Regions from separate parts of the Pan troglodytes genome. Here all the other regions are linked to region 3. The links are chromatin contacts, called in public Hi-C and HiChIP or PLAC-seq maps. All regions are on one chromosome and are shown on one strand. Each heading gives the region's core, a stretch centred on a gene start, on an enhancer-like site or on the middle of the called end of the contact. The rest is flanking DNA. Distances are from core to core; before and after follow the strand shown.

Region 1 (4,902 bases), core at 821-3,320, 170 kb before region 3:
CACTCCAGCCTGAGGGACAAAGAGAGATGCCGTCTCAAAAAAAAAAAAAAAAAAAAATCATTTGTCAACACTGAGAATGAATCACTTTTCCTCCTGCTCCTTTAAAGGAGGTATGCATATGATTCACATTTGACAAGCTGCTCTAAGTCATCTAACTTCACTCTACCATGGCAGATCACAGCTCTGCATTACAAAGGGAAAGGAGTTGGGGCAAGTAACAGGTGGTTTTGCCCTCTGGAGTAGGAGTGGGTGGGCCTCAGCCCCCTGTGACCATGGTCTTGGTCAGTGCTGGTAGAAATGGTGAGAGACCAGCCAGAGACGGGAAGGCCCTGCAGGCTGCAAGGTTGAGGTGAGGTCAGAGGAATCCAGAAAGTATCAGATGTGAAGGGGGCACCTCTTCCTGTAAGAGTAGCGATGCCTTTAAAAGCAGACTGATGGGCCTCAGTATGAAAACACAGAGTTCGATTCTGCAAAAAGAATGGCATTAAAATACCTGATAAAATTTTGTACATTCAAAATAAGGTCTGATAAGGACGGGAATAATAGACTGGGGACTCCAAAAGTGGGGAGAGAGGGAGGGAGTGAGGGCTGCAAGATTACCTGTTGGGTGCGGTGTTTGCTATTTGGGTGGTGGGTATGCTAGAAGCCCAATCCCCGCCATTATGCAGTATACCCATGTAACAAACATGCATATATACCCCCTGAATCTTAAAAAAGCGGGGGTCTAGGCAGGGGAAAGATAAGCATTTTCTTTTTTTTTTTTTTTTTTTGTGACACAGTCTCGGTCTGTCACCTAGGCTGGAGTGTAGTGGCGCGATCTTTCCTCACTGCAAGCTCCACCTCCTGGGTTCACGCCGTTCTCCTGCCTCAGCCTCCCGACTAGCTGGGACCACAGGCGCCCGCCACCACGCCTGGCTAATTTTTTGTATTTTTGGTAGAGACAGGGTTTCACCGTGTTAGCCGAGATGGTCTCGATCTCCTGACCTTGTGATCCGCCCGCCTCGGCCTCGCAAAGTGCTGGAATTACAGGCGTGAGCCACCGCGCCCGGCCAAGATAAGCATTTTCTCATTAGATAAAGGGAATTTTTAAAAAAAGATTTCTAGCATGCCTTTTATGTGTTCTACATTTTTGAAGCTCAGAGTGGTGGGAAATCAGCTAAGTAAAGTTAGGCAGATGAAACATTTTAACTTAGAGCAGGCTTCCATGTGCATAATAATCTATCAAACATAAATCTCAAGTACCACCACTTTTTCAATTGTTGATTTAATAAAAGCCACAGTGTACTGTCTGAATTACTCACATTCCTTAAAGTGGCATCCAGATAAATGGGCTTTATTGTACCTGCCTGTTAAGACATTGGACTTCATTAAGGATTCTAGGTATCAAGGAATTAATTTAGAAAAAAAAAATCGTTTAAATTTTTTTTCTGGTGAGAGAGATACTCATATAGATGAGTTTACGAAAATCTGTAGTGTTAGCGGTTATTGGAAGGGCGTACCTCCCAGCATGATGGTACAAAGTCTGTGTTTTCCAACACCCCAGAGGGCAAAATTTCCAGCTGGCAGAGGCGCAGTGGAATGTACAGTGTGATTGTATGTGAAAATAGTTGTGTAAATTATGAAACTTGATCTCATAGTTAAACTACATCGAGTGGAACGAAAACAATATGGAGAGCGCTGTGGCAGCTGGTGGCCCACTGCCCACCTGTCCCCCTACCCAAACCTCTGCCACAGACAGCCACCCATTTTCATCATGCAGATGGCTCTGGCCAGAGAGGATGGTGGGTCCCAGAGCTGCCTGGGGGCTCCACGATACCCCAGAGTGACTTCTGAGCGCAGACAGGAGTGACTGATCTTTGTAGATGCAATGATAAGCTCACAGGAAAGTAGTTTTCGACTCAGCTCTGAGTAATGTCTGGCTGCGATTTCCACCGGGAAGGCTACATGACTGCCCAGTCATCGAAACTGGTGGATCCACCAGGTTCAAGGAGTGGCTCAAGAGAGCGCGAGAAGAGGAGAACGAGGCCCTCAGCACGGGGCGAGGCTGGGCATGCCTCAGACAGGAGAGGCTGGAGCCCTTAGTCACCTCCACCGGAGCGGTGTTGCGCATAGCAACCCCTCTGAGTAATCCTCTGATGATCCCCTGTGCCTGCAGCTGCCACCCAAGCCCTGCAGCTTGGTTGAACTGTGGGGGCATTTCTGTGATTCCTAGTGAACAGCTCTTGCCTTCTCTAGGCGAGTTCCTTTATTCCAGAAATCTGGGAGGCCCTGAAGCAGTAGGTCCCCATCCCCACCACTGCTCCTCTGCCGGTTCCCTTTCTACTCTTTCACCTGTCCTTTTTGTCCTTTTTCTTTCTTTCTCTCCTTCTACCTTTGCCTGAGGTTATGGCCATAGCACCCATGGCTGCCACTTAGCCCATGTGTGGCCTCTGAGTAAAAATGTGATCAGCCGATCCCTCCACACCTAGTAGCATACTTTTTCGTGATTTTTTTTTTTTTTTTTTTTTGAGATGGAGTTTCGCTCTTGTTGTCCAGGCTGCAGTGCAGCGGCGCGATCTTGGCTTACTGCAACCTCTGCCTCCTGGGTTCAAGCTATTCTCCTGCCTCAGCCTCCCAAGTAGCTGGGATTATAAGCGCGGGCCACCACGCCCAGCTGATTTTTTGTATTTTTAGTAGAGATGGAATTTCATCATGTTGGCCAGGCTGGTCTTGAACTCCTGACCTCAGGTAATCCACCTGCCTCAGCCTCCCACAGTGCTGGGATTACAGGCGTGAGCCACCACAGCTGGCCTTTCTCATGATTTTGAACACAAGCTCTAGAGCGTAAAGATAACAGCACCCCAGCAAAGGGAGAATTTTTTTTTAAACAAAGACATCATGTATTTTAATAGTCAGCTTTTTGCTGCAGTGGTGCTGTGTAACCAGTTGCCCCAAGATCACTGACTTACAGTGGCATTTATTTTTCTCACAAGTCAGTGTCACGGATGCTGCTTCAGATGATGGGCGGGTGGGGCTTGGCTTCGGACTTTGGGTTGAGTTCAGGTCACCTCCATGTGTCTCGTTCTGGGGCAGCAGCTTCCTGGCAGCATAGCACAGGAGGAAAAGTGCCAATTTATGATGCCTCCAAGACCCCAGCTCGGCAATGGGATGCTGTCACTTCCCCGTGTCAGTCTCCTGGCCAAATGCAATCACATGGCAAAGCCCCAATGTCAGCACTCCTCCCACAGCCACTCCAGTGCAGGGCTACACAGTCACCTAAGGAGAGGGCAGTTGAGAACATTTAACAAGTCTGCCATATGGGTTCTCATAAGTCATGCCCAGAACATGGTCTCTGACACATGGGGTTGGATTGCAATGAAAAGTGATTCTGTGATGCACAAGAAGCTCCGAGGAGGCCAGGCAGGTGGAAATGCTAAGCGTAAAATACATGGATAGATGTTTCTGCTGCCCTCCTGTCCCATTCGGAACGTGATGTCAGTTAAAAGTGGGGGGTGGCAGTGGCCGTCCACTTTCCCACCTGGCATGTGAGCAGAGGCCCAACAGTCCCTTCCCTGCAGACCTCCAAACCCACCGGCAGCCTTCTGCCCTCAGGAGCAGATTCATCTGAGCAGGCACTTAAAGTTTCAAAGATACGTTAAAGCTGACTGACTGACGTGTTTGGCCAAGAAAATCTCAAGAATTTGCGACAACTGTTAGCCGTTCTTAGTGCCAGTGAAGAGAAGAAAGTTGTGGCTCATATCCGAGTCATCAGAAGGGTGGTTCATAGGAGGAGTTGGGACTCGTCAGCTGCCATGCATCCCAGCAAAGTGGGGGCTTGCAAGATTTGTGAGATGCAGAGGTGGTTTTGACCCAGCAATGAAATGACTGTCTTACAGACCATTGTGGTTAATACTGATTTCTGTAAAGACTATCCCCTTTAAAGAGCCCTAAATAAAATGCCCTGTGGGTAATTGGAGAGCACTCCTAGTCTACTTTCCTTTAATTGAGAGGAGTTGTGGGGTTGACAATATTGGTACAAATAACCCTCCCCAAGGCAATTATTCTGGCTTCCAGGTCTCCCAGAGCTGCCCCCTGGGTTGCGGTCACTCCAGGTTCAGTCCCCTGCCCCCCGCCCACCAGGACTTCAGTGTCTCCCTCCTATCCAAGGGGATGATCCCTAGCTCTCTGTGCCACTCACAACAGTTGATCTGGGCAAAGCTTTTGAGGCCAGTCTAACCACCTTTTTAAAAAATGTAATGAGGATTGATAACACAAATGGATTATTATTATTATTACTACTTAGAATCAATACCTACTGTCCTGAAAGTCCTCAAAGGCCTGAAATTGAGAAACTGCCCAGGAGTGGGGAAAAATTTCCTTGAGAAGGCCCTATTTGAGCTGGGTCACAATGGATGAGAAAGAGTTCACCAGGCTCCAAAGCTAAGGAACAGCATTTTAGCCAGAAGAAATAGCATTTAAAAAGTTCACACCAGAGTTGAAGGAAAAGGATAACATTGTGTATATAGCTTTTTGTCTCTTCATGGGAGAAATTGCTTTTCCCATCTGTGCATCTGTGATGGTGGGCTTTGACCTGCAGCATGGTGAGTGCCGGGAAAGGGAAGGTCTCTGCAATTGGCAGTGATTGTTCGGTTTCACAAGCATCCACGGACTGGGCAGCTTTGAGCATTGTATGGGTTATCAGAGTGCTGGCAATACAAAATAATCCAGCAAAGTCCTTTCCTCGTGAAGCTCATCATAGTAGGAAAGGCAGTTACACTTAGACATATACCACAACCACAGGAGAGAGATTCCAGGCACCTGTATAAAGTATGGGGTCCAGCATTTTAGTTAGAGACCGACTATATTAGTTATTTCTCACATTGCTATAGAGTAATACCCAAGACTGTATAATTTATAAAGAAA
Region 2 (4,813 bases), core at 1,607-4,106, 200 kb before region 3:
AGCCTGGGTGACAGAGCAAGACTCTGTCTCAAAAAAAAAAAAAAAAAAAAAAAGAGAAAAAGAAACAGGGTCTCACTTTGTTGCCCAGGCTGGAGTGTGAACTCTTGGGCTCAAGCGATCCTCCTGCCTTGGCCTCCTGAGTAGCTGGTATTATAGGTGATAGTAGTATCACCACACCTGGCCCCTAGACTATTTTTCACTATTTTTTTAAAGTGATTTATTTTTTTAAATTTTTTTGAGACACAATTTCACTCTGTCACCCAGGCTGGAGTGCAGTGGCTTGATCTTGGCTCACTGCAAACTCCACATCCCAGGTTCAAGCAATTCTCGTGCCTCAGCCTCCTGAGTAGCTGGAATTACAGGTGTCTGCCACCATACCTGGCTAAGTTTTGTATTGTTAGTAGAGATGGGGGTTCACCATGTTGACCAGGCTGGTCTCGAACTTCTGACCTCAGGTGATCCATCCACCTCAGCCTCCCAAAGTGTTGGGATTACAGGCGTGAGCCACTATGCCCAACCCTAAAGTGATTTTAGACTCACAGCAAAACTGAGAAGGAGGCACAGCGGTTTCCCATATACCTCCTGCCCTGACACGTGTACAGCTTCCTCAATCATCAACATCCCCCACCAGAGGGGTACCTTTGTTGTAATTGAATCTACATTGACACATCATTATCACCCAAAGTCCATGGTTTACATTAGAGTTCATTCTTGGTGTTGTATATTCTGTGGGTTTTAACAAATGTGTCCACCATTATAGTATCATACCGAGTAGTAGTTTCCTTGCCCTCTGTGCTCCTCCTGTCCACCCCTCCCTCCCTGCTAACCCCTGACAACCACTGATCTTTTTTACTATCTCCATAGTGCCTTTTACAAAATGTCATATAGTTTGGAATCATACAGAACATAGCCTTTTCAGACCGGTTTCTTTCAGGCATATACCTCCTAAAGCAAAGCAACATGAGTTCTTAACTGTGTGGATTTTTTTTTTCCCTGAGGATAATAAGTTTACATTCTCTCAGTCCAACAGCTGGATCATATAGGGACACCATAGGTGTTCTGCTGAGTGACAGAAGAAGATGACTAGGGATTAAAACGATAATACCGTAAGTGGAAAATTAGCTGTGGGAAATCAGGGGTTGATAAGCAGCCCTCTTTTCCATATCTTCTCCTTCTGCCCCACTCTCCTACCGTGCCCCCACCCTACACCCCACGGGTTTCCCACTCCTTCTCAGAGGTCTGGAGGGCACTCTCCCACCCTTTCCAGTGGACTACCCACAGAAGCCCTGAAGCAAATGCCCGAAGGAAATTCCTATCACCTGTATGCTCTGATAGGCACTTGGAGCTGGGATGTGGTACTAATCAGTAAAACATACCCCGTGCCCTTTAGAAGCTCACAGTTGATGGCAGTGAGAAATTTGTAAACAAAATAATCTTTCAGGAGAGACTGCAAAACTAGAAGCAAACGTAGTGGAGGAACTCTTAGAATGTGGTCCTTTTGAAAGGACTCACACCCGGCCCCCACAGAATCTGACTTAATTGGCCTGGGTTGAGTCTATTGTTGGAGAGTGTCAAAACACTCCCCAGGTGATTCTGACATTAGCCGGGGCCGGGAACCACCCCAGACCTACTGAATCTGGGACTCCAGGAGAGGCCCAGCCACTAGTGGTTTAACAAGCCCCTTGGGTCAAGTTTGAAAACCAGGGGTCTGGGCTGCTAAGTGGCGGCATGGGAATGGAAGGTTCTGGAAGGTGAGCAGTGAGGTTGGGGCGCAGGCCTGGGAAGGGAGAGGCTCTTCAACAGGCATCCCCCCCAACCTTGTCTCAGCCTAGGGCAATGGGCAGGCTCTCCCATCAGAGCCTGGCCTGAGCCCTCAGAGGCAGGACCTCCTTGAGGGATGTGGAGGCGTGAAGACCAGTTCTGAGACCACAGAGGCTCCCTTCAAGCCTCAGTCTCTGACCCTGCGGGCATTATTTCCATGACTACCAGTGTTGTGGCTCCTTATCCTTTCCCCACAGGCTCGCCCCCCAGCTGAGGGCTGGCTTTTTTATTTTTTTGAGACGGAGTTTCGCTAGTTGCCCAGGCTGGAGTGCAATGGGGCGATCTCGGCTCACTGAAACCCCTGCCTCCCAGGTTCAAGCGATTCTTCAACCTCTGCCTCCCAGGTTCAAGCGATTCTCTCGCCTCAGCCTGCCAAGTAGCTGGGATTATAGGGACCCACCACCACACCTGGCTGTTTTTGTTGTTGTTGTTGTTTTGGTATTTTTAGTACAGACGGGGGGGGTTTCACCGTGTTGGCCAGGCTGGTCTCGAACTCCTGACCTTAGGTGATCCATCCGCCTTGGCCTCCCAAAGTGCTCAGATTACAGGCGTGAGCCAGCACGCCCGGCCGAGGGCTGGCTTTTAAAATACCGAAAACCCAGACAGGAACGGTGTCCATCTCCAACCCCAGACGGAAATTGTGCCCGCACCCACAGGAAAAGCAGTCCTTTCCCCAGAGCAACCAAACTTTGAACCCCACTCTCGATTCCCCTCTGCCCCCCAACTCTTCCATCCCAGCGGATGGGAAACAGCGAGTCCAGCCGCCTCCCCACCTCGGGACCCCCCTCCCGGGCCAACTGCGCAGGGCACGACCCCGTCGTGGTGCCCCGAGCGCTCGACCCCCAGGGGTTGAGGTGAGGAGGGATTCCCGGCGTCCCGGGAAGCGCGGCGGCTTCTGCGGGTTGCGGGCGCACCCCCCTCCCCGTTGGGAGGGGCTGCGGCCGCGCGGAGTCGCCGCGGGTCGGAGGCTCCTCCCCGGGGTGGCCGCGCAGGAAGCGGGGCGGGTGGGGGCGGTGCGGGGCGCGCACGGGGCCGGGGCGGCGGGGGAGGCGCGGGCCTGGGCGGCCAGCCCCGGCGCACAGCCGCGGCCGGGGCGCGCGGCGCGGGGCGGAAAAGCCTGTTTACACAGACTGCACACCGCCTGGGGAATAATGCAGTAAAGGAAGTGAGCCGGCTCGGCCTGACTGCTCCAACTTCCTGCTCTCACACACACCAGAGGGGGAAAAAAAAGAGGAGCGAGAGAAAGAAAAAAAGGGGGAAAAATCAGGATCTCATTACAAGAGCCACAGACCGTCTGCAGACGCCTGTCAGCATGGAAAGTCGGGGGCTTTCGCCCGGGTCCTCCTAGAAATTCCCCCCGAAGAAGACTCCCCCACATCTGGGTAGGTAACAGGGCTTCTGCCTGTTGCTCGGACACTTAAAAAGTTTGTTTGGGGGTGTTTTCTTTTTTTCTTTCTTTTCTTGGGCGCGGTGGGGGTGGGGCGGGGGGCGCCGCGGGGTGGGCTGCGGGCCGGGGTGGGGGTGGCGGTGCGTCCGCGCGGGAGGGCCGGCCGCGGGGAGGGGGCGCCGCGGATGCTCCTGCGCCCGCGTCGCTGCCACCGCCGTCGCCCGAGCTCGCGCCGGGCCCGGGGCTGCGGGGACCCTGCGCCCGCGTCTCCCCTCCCTGGGGCTCCGCTGCGACCCCAGAGGAAGGGGCGCCGGGCGTGCAACCCTGGGAGCTCGCCCAGGGCCCCGCTGCAGGCAGCGCGGGGAGCGGGGGACGGCGAGACTTCGGGTCCCTGGGAAGAACCGTGGCAGGAGCAGGCTGAGTGCCTGGAGGCTGGACCACCGCCGACCTTCCAGCTGGGACCGCAGTCAGGCTCCCCTCGAGTGGGCAAAGTGCACTGGTGCTCGGATCCAGGGAGGAAGACAGGGATGGAGAGGGCGGTGGAGGACATGGGTCGCGAAGGTGTGGGGCTGGGGGCTGCGTCCACTCTCGCTTGGCAGGTGACCCCCGCCCAGGTCACCGCCCCAGGCGAACGCCCCGTCGGACATTTAAAAGCCGGTGGTCTCTATTGGGCATGGTTTTGGAGAAGGACCAGGCAAGAAATGATCTTGGGGCCCCTTCCACTCCCCATCCCTGTTTACCTTCGAACTCAACGTTGGCCTGTGACGCTACTGTAACTTTTGGGGAGGCGGGATTAAGATTTTGGAGTAGTTAAAAAGCAAAAATAAAAGGTCTCGGTTTTGTTATCTTTTCTGAACCGAATCATCCTAGGGACAAGCTGCAGTTAGGCGGCGGGTGGAGGTGGAAGCAAGAAATGTTATTTCAGAAACTGCAAAAGGGGCTTTTTAGAAAGAAAAAAAAAAAACGAGTGTCGGGAGAGTTTCTGGCTTGTCTGGAAACGGCAAGACTAATTGCCATGCGCTTCCGCTTTGAAACTGGCAGCAGACAGCATCTTGAAAATGACTCACTAGAGGAGCTCACAAAGAAACTGTGGTTTGCTCCTTCTTAGGTTTATGTATTTGTGCCTTTTACAGTTTCCTTTGTAGTGTTCGAGGGGTCCCCCGCCCCTTCCCCGTCAGCCCCCTCCCACCCTCCCTCATTTGAAAGCCCCTGGCCGGTCTTTAACTCCCCCCACCCCAGTTCTCCAGCCTGGGGTGGCGGGGAAAGGGGAGGCTGAATTGTTTTTGGAGTTGGCTGCGGAGAGGGTTAAAGGGATTCTGCTGCTGCAGGGGGAAAAAGTTCCTTGAATTTTCCACTGGCTGCTGCAGGAAGAGAGAGCCCCCTTAGTCATTGCTAAGTAATGTCTGCACACACACCAACTAATCTCATTAGGAGTTTCCGCTGCTCGGCACAGGAGGGGTTTTGTGCAGCCACTGTCAGCCTGGGAGCCCGGCGCTGGGGAAGGAGACAAGTTATGGCTTTATTTACTTAGGGGTGCAGCCGCCCAACGAGCCTTTTCAGGACATGTCTTGAAAACTTTGAAGTCACTTTGGCCATTTTGGATTT
Region 3 (5,073 bases), core at 2,363-4,862:
AATATTAAGGGACATCGTCATCTCCACTTTTGAATAGCTACCCCAGTTGCCATTACAGCTTCCATTGTTCAAAATAAAATAGTTGCATTGTTTTTCAGTGAAAGGAAAGAAGGAAAATATTGCTGAAAATAAGGAAAAAAACAAGCCTCAACAAAGCAACAAAATGATTTTATATGCCATCTAGTTCCACCATAATTGTAGGACTGCACTGGTATCTGAAAACTAAATATATCAACAAACATATACGTTAAAATCTGCGCTTAGACACAGCTATCCTGTGCTACAGGGCAAATAAAATTTAAATTTTCTATTTTTTTTTTAATTAAAGCAATGACTTATTAGAGACTACTGGTATATGAAGCTGCAATACACATGGGGATCAATTCCTCCAATTTCATGTTTCCTTACTATGTATGTATCTCTTTTTGTTTTTTCATTCTGGTAACCAGAGTACATATGACAGGCTGCATTATTTCAAATACCTAACACTGAAAGTTACTTTCTGGCCTGAATCTAAGGATGAGAATGATACATTTTATAAAAGCTTCTTTTAGTACAGCAATAGGCAAATTACGATGTTAACAAGACTTTAATTCTACATTTACATTTTTTTCTCATTGTAAATGTAATGTGAAACTTGTAAAATACAGGAAAAAAATGTTTAATCACCAACAAATCCCACCATTCGGAAACCTTGCTACTTTTTGGTAGATTTCCATCTAGTAACACTGAAGGTTCAATTTTCTAATTCGATACTGATAAATATGCAGAAAAAAAAATCAATGTATCCTCAATATGGCCTTTCGATAAATGTACATAAAACAACAATTATTAATTATATGACCTGTTAGTTTCACAAAAGTCTCTAAAATGTTTTAAGTGGTGGAGTAGGGTAAGGAGTCCATAATTCAGACACTAGCCCTCAAACTGAAATCTCTTCCACAATGTTTGTATGTCAACCCTTTAACGGCAGTGAGCAGCAAGCTATGACTGTTCGTACAGTGATATCAACATTAATGCCTCTATATTAAACAGGCTTTGCTTTTTTCTTTCCATTTATACTTCAAGTGTTTTATTTTCACTGTAAAAATAAATAATAACCTATATTTGCATAGTAATTTTACATAAGCTTAAATTCAAAGACTCCCGTTTTTTTTTAAGCAAACCATTCAAACTGTTAGTGCTTCTGGCCTATGAGATGGTTTACCAGATAAAGTAACATTCTTTATATTCCAATATTCTCTCTCATAACATAAAAAAGAATTTAAGGAATATCCCTTAGCCACATTTTCTTTTGTTCCAACCCACTGTTTATGGAAGCATGCAGATGTTAAGAGTTGCAAAAATTGAAATGACTTCATTAACAAAGCAACAGCCCAACGTTTAATGTCAACTCCTCAGACTCATAAAAAAATGAAACAAAACCAATTATATTACCACTAGCAAATTTTTTCCCCTTAAAATCTAGTTTCGTCTTATTTCTAGTTTCAAGGGAAGCTTTGTCTACTCAAGGTATCAAAGGTCTTCAAATCTCATTCATTTTCTTCTGCCCAAGAGTTAAGAAAGTAAGTCTAAAACAGAATAAGCCAGATTTGTTACTGTGATCTTCTCACACAAACGCCTTTTAAAAGAAGTCTTTCAACAAAGACTCAAAAAAGAAACAGCAAAGTTTGGGGAAAGAATTGTCTGTCTTTAGGTTAAGCATTTCCTGATAAGTGACTGAAGGTCTGGCTGCCAGGAATACACTTTGCTGACCCTAGGAATGGCCAAGTCTCAAAACAAAATTTGCCTCTTCTGTATCTTGAAAGTGACCTGTTAGGACCTGATGTCAATTTGACGAAGAGGTGATAGAACATGACCAACGAGGTGTCTTTGGTGGACATATTCATATAAAGGAGGCGAGAGCCACAGATTTCAGCTAAACGCTTTTTGCCACTTTTGCAAAAGAAAAGCTAATTGTTAACGGCCATGTGACATTATAGATCCCAGAAAAGGAAAGGGTGGGAGGAAGAGAGAGAAGTTCAAGGCAGTTCAGGGTCAGAACAAGCTCAGACATCCTGTCATTAACGAACGTTCCCCAAGCTGAAAGCAAAATACTGCTTACCCGAAAAGGAGTGGGTGAAAAGTAGGGGGAGAATGAGGGGAAAACCACAGGAGAGTCAATGTGGCAGTGTGGGGGTGACAGGAGGGAGGGAATCTGGAGCTATCCAGCTGAGTTGGGGAGCAAAAGCATCGGGCATAGCATCGGGCACAAAAATGCTGAGAAAAGCAACTGCGACGGAGACAGCACTAGGCACCCTCCTCCCCCCATTTTCCCCTCCCCATCGGTTTGCTGGGTTTCCCACCTTCCCTCTACCTCCGCTCTTGACCAACACTCCGGGGTGTGACCCGCCAGCAGGAGGCTGCCCTGATCTTTGTCTCTGCCCGCTCCCACGCGCGGGCTCCTCCTCCTCCTCCGCGCTCCCCACCCGCGCACAGCCCAGCGTCTCCAAGGAGCTGCAGGCGCCGCGACCGCCGCCTCCTCGCCCACCTCCCGCGGACCCGCGCCCCTTCCTTCCCCTCCCGGGCAGCGTCGCCTGCGCCTCCAGCTCCACCCCCGCCGAGGGGACCTTTGTGTCTCGGGGGACTTTCTGCCTCTTTCCCCTCCTCCGCCTCGCGGGGAGACCGGCCTCCCCCGCAGACCAAAGCGGCAGCGAGCACCGGAGGCGGCGGCGTCTATATCTGTCGGCGCCTCCTGGGAAGCAGCTAGCAGACACTCACACCCCACCCGAGCCCCGGAAATCCCCGGGCGACCCAGGGTCCTCGCTGGACCGGAGAGGTGACAGGCGCACGCTAGCCCCCCGCGCCGCGCCTCCTCGCTCAACTTCCCGACCGGGCCTGAGCCACCCGCGCCCCCAGTAGCCCCCGCCCCCGCCTCTGTCCCACGCAGCCTCCCGGCCCCGCGGCCGACCCGACACCAGGGGAAAGCGCGGCGCGGACGCCAGCCGCCAACTCACCAGCAAGAGCGGGGACCGCGGGTCCCGAGGCGAGGCGAAGAGAGGCGCGGGGGGAAGCTGCTCCGCGGACGCCCGCGGCGACCGGATGCAGGTCCGGGTCTCAGCGGCCGGCAGACGTGAGGCGCTTCCGAGCGCAGGCCTCCGCCGCCACAGCCGCCTTCCGGCTCTCGCCGCGGGTCCGGAGCCTCGGGAGGGGCCGCGGGTGTCTCACGCGTTGCCAAGTCCCTCGGTCAACATGGCTCCCGCGCCGACGAGCCGCGCGGACGGCCCACTAATCCCCTCGGAGCAGCCGGGCGCGAGCGCGGCGGGCGCCGACGGCGGGCTGAGACTGTCTGGCCGAGACTGTCTGGCCGGGCGCTGGCTCCTTCTTTTCCGCGGCTCTGCGGCGGCCCGCGAGGAGCTCAGGAGACTGCGGGCGGCCGCGTTCGCTCCTTGCGTGTGCGTCGCTTTCACACTCGGCGGCTGCGGATTGACGCCTCCGCCTGTTCCCCGGAGGAGAGCGAGTGCAAGAGAAAAAACACTTTTATTGAAACGATCCAACCAGCGGCGGCGGAGAAAAGCGACCGGCCGCGGGAGCTTACCCCACCCCCGCCTGAGCGGCTCGCCGGGGGCAGCGCGACCCCTGCCGGCGGCGGCGGCGGCGGGGGCGGGGCCGGTGGCCGGGGGCGGGGCCTGCAGGGCGGGGCGGGTGTCCCCGGGAAACTCCCAGCTCCGAAGTGCGGGCGTGCGGGGAGCGGCGGAGGGGGCCAGGGAACCCCACCGGAATGAGTGCCTGTCCGCAGCTACTGGGGGAGAAATTATGTGAATAATTCAGCCACTCCAACATCCCCCTGCCCCTCAACTTCCCGCTACCAAACCAAAACTCGTGCTTCAGTTATACAAGTAATTACTGTACAAGGTGTCCATGCCACAGTTCTCCACTGACTTTCTAGAGAGTCCGTGTCAAAGGACCCACACTGAAAAATGTTGATGGCTGCAACTTTTCTCCTTTGTTGTGTGTGGGTACGTGGGTACTAGTGCCGCAGTCTCTCACACACACGGCATCTATTCATTTAAACTACAGTACAGTGTTTTGTATATATTATCATGTGCCCGGCAATATGCTGAGTCCTCTAAGGATGGAGAGTCTAGCTGGGATGAAAGATGATCAATAACTATCATAAAAATCTGAACGTTATAAGCGGAGAAATACAAGGTGCTATGAAAACAGAAAGGACTACTGTTGCACGGGTTAGGTTTTGTTTTCTTGCGGGAGGCGGGCCGCGAGAGGTTGGCCCAGTTTCTGCAACTGTTTTTACTTTCTCCTTTCCCAGAGGCTAAAAGCTAGTTCAGGAATGAACAGCAGAGTGGCAGTGAAGACAAACTAAAGTAATACTGACCCGCTTTTTTCCACTAATAAGGATAAAAGCATAAAGTTAAAACAAACTTAAACCCCTAGAGGGAGATAATGAGAGGATTGAAAGAAGAGAGTAGGGACCGGATGTAGACAACATAAACAAGAAAAAAAAAACCCACATAAAAGTCCTGTGAAGTGAAATAAATTTTTTTTCCCATGTTAACACCCGGAAGTAGAAGCTGCATTGAAGTTTCAAATCACATTATGTGCCAAGAACTTCGGGGAATTATCTTTTTGGATTTAGGGATGAATCCTTTCCCCCTTAAAAATGCTGCATGCTGACATCTTTCTCTTATTTTGTTTGGCAAAGTTAAATGCATCTACAGTTATATCCAACGATCGTACGTGTCAATCAGGCTTTTCCCATGCCTCTAAAATTACCAGGACCCGTAAATTAGCAACAATTATGCTCTACGCGTATTTAACACTTGTTTACCAACCAAGAATGCAAATATACATAACAAGCTTTCCGTTAGAACAAGTGCGCTTTGTTTAAAAGCACTGTTAATGAGGCTTTTTAGATTTGTCCAAGTCAAACTTGGAACTTTATAATATAGCAAGATGTAGCATCATTTTCAGAGTTCTTTTTAAGTTAAAGAGAAATACTGATATTTATACAAGGCCTATTTATATGAAAGGATTTTCATATACTTGCCTCATCTAAATTAGTACTTTAGTAAA

The links. A called contact is a pair of places that touch in the nucleus more often than the background predicts. HiChIP or PLAC-seq counts read pairs in DNA pulled down with a chosen protein or histone mark.
Region 1: a Hi-C map of stem cell-derived neural progenitor cells shows a contact between it and region 3, with 3 times the contacts expected there. The contact joins the enhancer-like site here to the promoter of CDK17 in region 3. A contact is called at or near these places in 1 of 7 Hi-C or Micro-C datasets (stem cell-derived neural progenitor cells) and 1 of 1 datasets of contacts at active chromatin or transcription factors (stem cell-derived excitatory neurons).
Region 2: an H3K4me3 HiChIP or PLAC-seq map of stem cell-derived excitatory neurons shows a contact between it and region 3, with 3 times the contacts expected there. The contact joins the promoter of ELK3 here to the promoter of CDK17 in region 3. A contact is called at or near these places in 1 of 7 Hi-C or Micro-C datasets (stem cell-derived neural progenitor cells) and 1 of 1 datasets of contacts at active chromatin or transcription factors (stem cell-derived excitatory neurons).

The regions. Positions count from the first base shown.
Region 1 is chr10:103,056,796-103,061,697 of NHGRI_mPanTro3-v2.0_pri, forward strand. All of the region lies in intron 1 of ELK3 (ETS transcription factor ELK3), which reads left to right. Among named protein-coding and RNA genes, the nearest start is that of ELK3, 26 kb to the left of the region's middle. Within about 2 kb of position 2,071, at least 3 of the 24 cell types and tissues checked have an H3K27ac peak or open chromatin away from gene starts, as enhancers often do. A contact at or near this core is called in stem cell-derived neural progenitor cells, where this site is marked.
Region 2 is chr10:103,030,067-103,034,879 of NHGRI_mPanTro3-v2.0_pri, forward strand. It overlaps ELK3 (ETS transcription factor ELK3), which reads left to right and starts at 2,857. Exons shown (of 5, transcript XM_001146444.7): 1 at 2,857-3,203.
Region 3 is chr10:103,229,625-103,234,697 of NHGRI_mPanTro3-v2.0_pri, forward strand. It overlaps CDK17 (cyclin dependent kinase 17), which reads right to left and starts at 3,613. Exons shown (of 17, transcript XM_001147273.7): 1 at 2,997-3,613.